Regions from separate parts of the Anas platyrhynchos genome. Here region 2 is linked to region 1. A link is a contact called in public Hi-C data. All regions are on one chromosome and are shown on one strand. Each heading gives the region's core, a stretch centred on a gene start, on an enhancer-like site or on the middle of the called end of the contact. The rest is flanking DNA. Distances are from core to core; before and after follow the strand shown. Region 1 has its middle 21 kb from the start of WDR1. Region 2 holds the start of DRD5 (dopamine receptor D5).

Region 1 (3,905 bases), core at 225-2,724:
GTGTTCTGCAAAATGTGGTTGAGAACTAAGTAGGAAATTCTGAGCTTCAGTGCTTTACAGGTTATGAAAATCTAACTAGTCAGATTAAGGAGTTACTTATTTTAAAGAACTATTCAATACTACAGGTTAGGGGTATTTCAGCCTTTGAGCAGAGCAGGCTGAGGGGAGGCCTCATGGCATCCTGCATGAAGGGAGCAGAGGGGCAGGCGCCGAGCTCTGCTCTCTGGGGACAGCGACAGGACCCGAGGGAACAGCATAGAGCTGGGACAGGGGAGGGTCAGGCTGGGGGTTAGGGAAAGGTTCTGCACCCAGAGGGTGGTCGGGCACTGGGACAGGCTTCCTAGGTCAGTGATCAAGGCACTGAGCCTGCCACAAGAAGCATTCAAGAAGCATTTGGACAACACACTCAGACGCATTGTCTGATTTTGGGGTGGCTCTGTGTGGAGTAAGGGGTTGAAACTGGATGACCCTTCCAACCCAAATCATTTTACAATTCTATCCTTCCAGGTTCCTTCCAACACCAGATATTCCATGATTCTATGACCATGAGAAAGTTTTATTGTTCATAAGATCAGAGTTTCTAAAGAAATAAATTCACTGTATTGAGGGAAATATTTCCTAGAGATGAGGAATTCCCTAACCATAAACATCACAATTTTTTCCACCTTTTTAGCAAAACTTCGTTAGTGATGAGTGATCAGATGCTGGGCTAACTGTATGCTCCACTGATTCAATACGTCATTTTTACCTCTCCTCATCATGATGCTCCATCTTCCAACTGCAGAAGACTGATTCCTACTTATCTTTCACTAGTGTTTTTTAGAGAAACCTTTTTAATTTTTATTGTTTTTTATTATTTACTTTTATTCTTTATTTTTTTTCCCCTGGGTCAGTACGAGATAGAACAAGGGAGTTTTCTTTGAAGGCTGAAAAATCCTTCACCCTGTACATGAAGAAGACAGGCACCAATGAAATTCTGACATGGCTGAATAAGGCCCTTCATCACTCTCATGGAAAAATGCAAGGCATGCCAAGTGTAAAGAGGATGGTGCCCTGTGGTTCCCCACAAACAGTGCATGTGAAACTAACAACGGGAGGCCCTTCCAGCCTTCCTGTCAGCAACGTGCACAGATGAGGATATCCACTAACGTATATTGTTAAATATAACATTACACAGGGACAGGGTGTAGGGATATGACATTCCTTGTGGGTGTTGGGGATTTTCCTAAGGAATTAATGTTTCCTCCTAGCTGAGGAAGTTTTCTTCCCTGCCTGATCCTCTCTGCTGAGGCATCAGTCCTTGGCTGAAATGATAGTACTAAAAACAGGCTGAAGAAAATGGCAAATGTTTTTACAGCATCAAGAGCAAAAGGTTTATGTTTGTAAATACTGCAAAGTACAGGCCTCTGCCAGAAAGGCACTAAAAGCCCTGCAGCAGGAGTCAGCTGTCCTCCTGGAGACGTGGTGGCAACGACATCTAGTGTTAAGAACTCAAATAGGAGGTTTCAAACTAAAACCAAGTGAAATCATGTCCATGGACATGGATGCATTAGAAGAAGTCCAGAGGAGGGCCACGAAGATGATCAAGGGGCTGGAGCACCTCTCCTACAAAGACAGGCTGAGGAAGCTGGGATTGTTCAGCCTGGAAAAGAGACCTTATAGTCACTTTCCAGTACCTAAAGGAAGCCTACAGGAAAGCTGAGGAGGGACTGTGTCAATGAGTGTAGCGATAGCGCAAGGTGTAATGGCTTTAAACTAAAAGAGGATAGGTTTAGATTAGATATTTGGATATATTATTTTTTTTTCTGTGAGGGTGTTGAGGCACTGGAACAGGTTGCCCACAGAATTTGTGGATGCCCCATCCCTGGAAGTGTTTAAGGCCAGGTTGGATGGGGCTTTGGGTAACTTGATCTCGTGGAAGGTGTATGTGCCCAGGCAGGGAGGTTGGAACTGGGTGATCTTTAAGGTCCCTTCCAACCCAAATCATGCTATGATTCTATGACATATCTACCTTATAATGACTAAAAATCCTTCCTTCCTTCCTTCCTTCCTTCCTTCCTTCCTTCCTTCCTTCCTTCCTTCCTTCCTTCCTTCCTTCCTTCCTTCCTTCCTTCCTTCCTTCCTTCCTTCCTTCCTTCCTTCCTTCCTTCCTTCCTTCCTTCCTTCCTTCCTTCCTTCCTTCCTTCCTTCCTTCCTTCCTTCCTTCCTTCCTTCCTTCCTTCCTTCCTTCCTTCCTTCCTTCCTTCCTTCCTTCCCTCTCTGTCTCTCTCTCTCTTTCTTATTCTGTGTGCTCAGCAGAAACCTAGTATTTTCTTTGGGGTCTCTCCAACTATATCCCTGGCATGTCCAGCAAAGTAATGTCTCCTGGTGGACACAAGGTTTTCCGCTTCCAGTATCCCACCACTTCCTCCTCCTGTCATGGAGCTGGACAGTCAAGAGATATTGACCTGATCTGTTGATAAAGAAGTATCATTTCGTATGAGTTTTGCTTTTTAAGGATTATACCTAAAAGAAGTTAAAAAGAAAACCTTAATTTTAAGAGTAAAGTCAGCAGTTAAACAGTTGGGGTTATTATTCTCCTGCTTGGATAGCAGCTCAAACATTATCTGGTCCTTTTTGCAAGAGACCTGAATTTTCAGTGCACCAGCATTTCCAGTTCCCTGAAGTGACTTCAAGGGCTTTTTACAGTGATCAGGATTCTAGGACTGCTGTCATCTGGGCTGGTTAAATAAAGGAGGATGTGGAAGAAATTATTCAGCCACTTATAAATGTTCCTGGACAACAAAGATGTTCCAGCAGTGAATTTCTCTCTCTAAATGAAATCAGATGCTGGTTTATCCTTTTGAGGAGAATACATTTTAGTCTCAAGAGTAGAGTACCACTGTGACACATAGATCATAAGATCAAGTAAAAAATGTGAACTGTGAATAGCTTATATGTGTAAACAGCAATAACGAAGACATGTAGTTCTACACTGTGCATAGATTTTTATTTATTTATGGTCAGAGTGGTCACTGCCTCTTTATAAAATTTCCTGCTTGGAATTTTCACTTTTCAAAATGTAAGTCAATGTTCAATGAGCAAACATAAAAAATAACAGACAGTTATAGACTAGTCTTCTCCAAGTAAACGTGACACAACAAAACAGTAAGTTCAATGAGCTTGTAAGGACACACAACTTCTGTTTAAAATGTTCTCAATGTCTGAAGGACTATGTGGCTCAGATTTCAGAGAATGTTATCATTAATCTGTGGGTGTCTGCAGAGAGATTATTTGTACAGTATGAGAAAAGACAAAATTTACTCTTCCTAGCTGCAATCACTTTTAAATGTATAAAATATTTATAACCTCTATCTGAATCTCTTTTTACTGAGACATATAGATATTCCAATAAACTTGATAATTTTGAACTGGTCCACCTTCACTTGCTATTTTTAATCCTTGCTATTTTTGTTGTTGTTGTTTGTTTGTTTCCTGGGATCTTAGGCTGAATTTCAGGAATTTCTGCTCTTCTTACTGGACCAAACCGATGAGTTTGTATGTTCTGTGATGCTTTTTCCAGAGGTATTCCTGGTACAACCCATATGAGCTTCCTGAAGGTAAGAGGTAGCAGAGATTGCCTCTCTAAAACAATCGCTCAATCACTCCTGTTAACTTATTCCCAGGAGACTGTACAAAAAATACAGACATTTTTTCTGTGTCAGTAAGTAATTAGCCTTGAAGTTGACTGTACCTTTGAAGTTCTATTATTAGAATGACATTATACTGTTACTGGTTAGTGGACTTCCTGCAGTGTCCCACACACTTTGCAAAAGGCAGATTCAGGTTTGCTTGGAGGGCTTTTTGTTGCAGCTGCCAATCTAAATGCAAAGCATGAGGCTGCCTGCTCCATGTTGCGTAGGGGA
Region 2 (3,614 bases), core at 266-2,765, 230 kb before region 1:
TTTCCCAGCTGCTCACACCTCCCCGCTGCCTGACCCCAGCACAGGCAGCAGAGCTGGACGAAGGAGACGTGTGCCTGCTCCCAGCTGCCTCCAACGCCAACGCTGATTTGTACCAAGCCGCCGGTGTGTGTGCCTGCTGCTGCTGAGCTCTGGGCACCTTATGTTATTATTAGGGTACTGGTATTAGTGGTATTACATAATGATAGCTACCTATATGTTTATTTAAACATATATCACATACTGACTGTATGCATGTAAATGCATGCAGATATGTATTACATAAACTGTGTCAGTGCATTTACATGTCTATGCACATCTCTGCATTGGTGGAGCAATGCATACATGCTAAACAAGCAAATCAGATTTTTTTTTTTTAATAAAATATCCACATTTCTGGACCAGCGGCTTCTGTGTGTACGTGCACAAGTGCCTGTGGAATTTGGTCCTTCGCTTACATAAATTGTAGGAGGCACTGCTTAGGAAAGCAGAGTTTGTGTGAGCAACACATTGCCTCAGCATCCCTGCTTTAGTCATGCTGTTTAGAATTCAGTGGTGACAAAAGCTATAGTCTCCCTCCAATATTAAATATAACTCTGCTTAAATGTGGAAAAGTAGTGCCAATTTCTTAAGCGAGAGCTGAAGCTCAGCTCCATTTTTTCCTGTGACAATTTTAGAAAATTGCCTAAAAGGTTGCAGAGTTGATTCTGTTGACTCCGTATTTAGTAACACTAACACTGTATCCTCCCTCATGTCACTTTGGATCCGGCAAGGCTCAGCGACTCTTGCCCACCTGCCTGGAGCTGGATAGCTCCTGAGAGTGGCTTTCTCAGCCCTTTTAGTGCCAAAAGAGCATGTTGAATCAAGAACAGATTTGATCTCTGTGAAAGATATTTTAAAAATAAAATAGGTTTGGGAGAAACTAAGTCTGTAGTATTTTAATCGAAAATCGCTGAAGTATGTCGTCTGAAACGTAGGTGTAAATTAGTGCATGGTGAGTCCCACCGCACAGCGCTCACACCTGGGCTGCCAGGGGTCCTAGCTCCGTTTTCTGGCTTTTACACACGGTTGATCCCATGGAAGGGCTGAGACGAGGGAGAATCCGATGTCGTTTGCCGGCTTTCCTGCCTGCGATAGATCCCGGCCAGAACCTCTCGGGGCAGTGACCGAGCTGGGCTCCATCTCCGATCCTTGCAGAGGGCAAACGCGGCCGTCCCGCTGCCCCCCAGCTTCCATCAGCCCCGGGGTCGAGGGGGGCACTGCCCCGCTCCCCTCTATGGGACGAGGGGGACTTTCCGTCCAAAGAGTCCCCGGCGGGGCTGCTCTCGGCGCAGTGATGGCCAGGACGCCTCTTTTGGGCAAGGATGCGGGTATGTATGTGTGTAGGGGGGGTGATGGAGCGGTGCGGGGCATCCCCCCAGTCCCCTCCATCCCGTTCTCCCCGCTCCCCTCCGGCCGGGACGGGGCGTCCCCGGCATCGAGCATGCTCAGAGGGCGGCGGGGGCGGGCGGCCCGGCCCGGGGAGGGGGCGGCGGGGAGCAGGAGGGGGGGGGCGCAGCTCGGCGGAGCTCGGGGATCGCAGCCGGCGGCCCGGGCGGGCGCCACCTCGGGCGGCGGAGCGCGGAGCCACCCGGCGGGGAGCGAGGAGAAGGGAACCGGGCAGGGGGAAACCGGGCAGGAGACAGCCGGGCAGGGGGCTCCCGAGAAGGAGAAGAGCAAACGGAGCCGCGAAGACCGGGCATGGGGAGGCGCTGAGCCCGCGGAGGGCAGCCGGGGGGCGGCGGGGCGGGGGGCAGCGGCCCTATGGGGCTGGGGCGGCGCTGGCTGCTCGGTGCTCCCCGGTCTCCGCCGCCCCGCCGCCGGGAACCGGGAGCCGCCAGCCATGCTGCGGGGCGGCCGGAGCCCGCTGCAGCCCGCGGCGGGGTCCCCCGGAGGGGTCCGGCTGTCGTCGGGAGCCCCCGGGGCGGCGCAGGTGGCGGCGGGCAGTTTGCTCGCTCTGCTCATCCTCTGGACGCTGTTTGGGAACGTGTTGGTGTGCGCGGCCATCGTCCGCTACAGGCACCTGAGGAGCAAGGTCACCAACATCTTCATCGTGTCCCTGGCCGTGTCGGACCTGCTCGTGGCTCTGCTCGTCATGCCCTGGAAGGCGGTGGCGGAGGTGGCCGGGTATTGGCCCTTCGGGGCTTTCTGCAATGTCTGGGTGGCCTTCGATATTATGTGCTCCACGGCCTCCATCCTCAACCTGTGCGTGATTAGCGTGGACAGGTACTGGGCGATCTCGAGCCCGTTCCGCTATGAGAGGAAGATGACCCAGCGGCTGGCTCTGCTGATGATCGGTGTGGCGTGGGCTCTGTCCGTGCTCATCTCCTTCATCCCCGTTCAGCTCAACTGGCACAAAGGTGGGGATGCTGCTGCTGTGGCTGTCGGGGATTTCAGAGATGGGTTTGGCGCTGGCTGGGCAGCAGCGGGTGCTGTCACCACCTGGGCGGAAGACTTGAGCACCACGTGGGTGGCATTAGCAGCAATGACACCCTCCGATGGGACCTCCGGCAGCAACGATACCCTCTCTGGACCATCAGAGAGCTGTGACTCCAGCCTCAACAGGACTTATGCTATTTCCTCCTCCTTGATCAGTTTTTACATCCCGGTGGCTATCATGATAGTTACCTACACCCGGATCTACCGCATTGCCCAGGTGCAGATCCGTCGGATCTCTTCCCTGGAGAGGGCAGCCGAGCACGCGCAGAGCTGCCGGAGCAACCACGTTGACTGCCACCATCACACAAGCCTCAAGTCCTCCATCAGGAAAGAAACCAAAGTGTTGAAGACTCTCTCTGTTATCATGGGTGTCTTTGTCTGCTGCTGGTTGCCGTTCTTCATTTTGAACTGCATGGTTCCCTTCTGCGAGAGCCCACCAAGCGACCCCCACGCAGGTCTTCCCTGCGTCAGCGAGACCACCTTTAATATATTTGTCTGGTTTGGTTGGGCCAACTCCTCTCTCAACCCCATCATCTATGCCTTCAATGCTGACTTTAGGAAGGTCTTCTCCAACCTCCTGGGATGCAGCCAGTTTTGCTCTAGTACTCCAGTGGAGACTGTTAATATAAGCAACGAGCTTATCTCTTACAACCAGGACACCCTTTTCCACAAGGAGATAGTGACTGCTTATGTTAACATGATCCCAAATGTGGTTGACTGTGAGGAGAATCGTGAGGACCCTTTTGATAGGATGTCCCAGATCTCCCCTGACCCTGAGGTTGCCACCGACTCTGTCTGCGAGCTGGACTGCGAGGGAGAGATTTCACTAGGCAAAATAACACCTTTCACTCCAAATGGTTTACATTAAATTGCGTCCTGTCATGGTCAGTTCTGCTTGGATTATACGACAAAATATTAGCACTGAATGGAAAAACCTGCTTGATTTTATGCTGTAGTTTGGTCAGTCACTTCATGCTAAACTCACTCGTATGTGTAGCACTTTGCAGGATGTAGACACTGTCACACAGGGAGCTGACAGAACAAACTTCATGCAGCACTTCCCCAGCCTGAGAGAGGACTAGGTGGGCTTGTTGATTAGCTGTGGTGAGGTATCGTGGTATAATTGCAGTCAGTTCGTG

The links. Hi-C and Micro-C count contacts between places; a contact is called where the count stands out from the background.
Region 2: a contact with region 1 is called in a Hi-C map of liver, with 2.2 times the contacts expected there. The contact joins the promoter of DRD5 here to the enhancer-like site in region 1. A contact is called at or near these places in 3 of 8 Hi-C or Micro-C datasets (liver, skeletal muscle and subcutaneous adipose tissue).

The regions. Positions count from the first base shown.
Region 1 is chr4:66,134,165-66,138,069 of IASCAAS_PekinDuck_T2T, reverse strand. No RefSeq gene overlaps it. Among named protein-coding and RNA genes, the nearest start is that of WDR1, 21 kb to the left of the region's middle. Within about 2 kb of position 1,474, at least 2 of the 8 cell types and tissues checked have an H3K27ac peak or open chromatin away from gene starts, as enhancers often do.
Region 2 is chr4:66,363,124-66,366,737 of IASCAAS_PekinDuck_T2T, reverse strand. It overlaps DRD5 (dopamine receptor D5), which reads left to right and starts at 1,515. Exons shown (of 1, transcript XM_021272378.4): 1 at 1,515-3,614. The coding sequence starts at 1,880. The coding sequence ends at 3,343.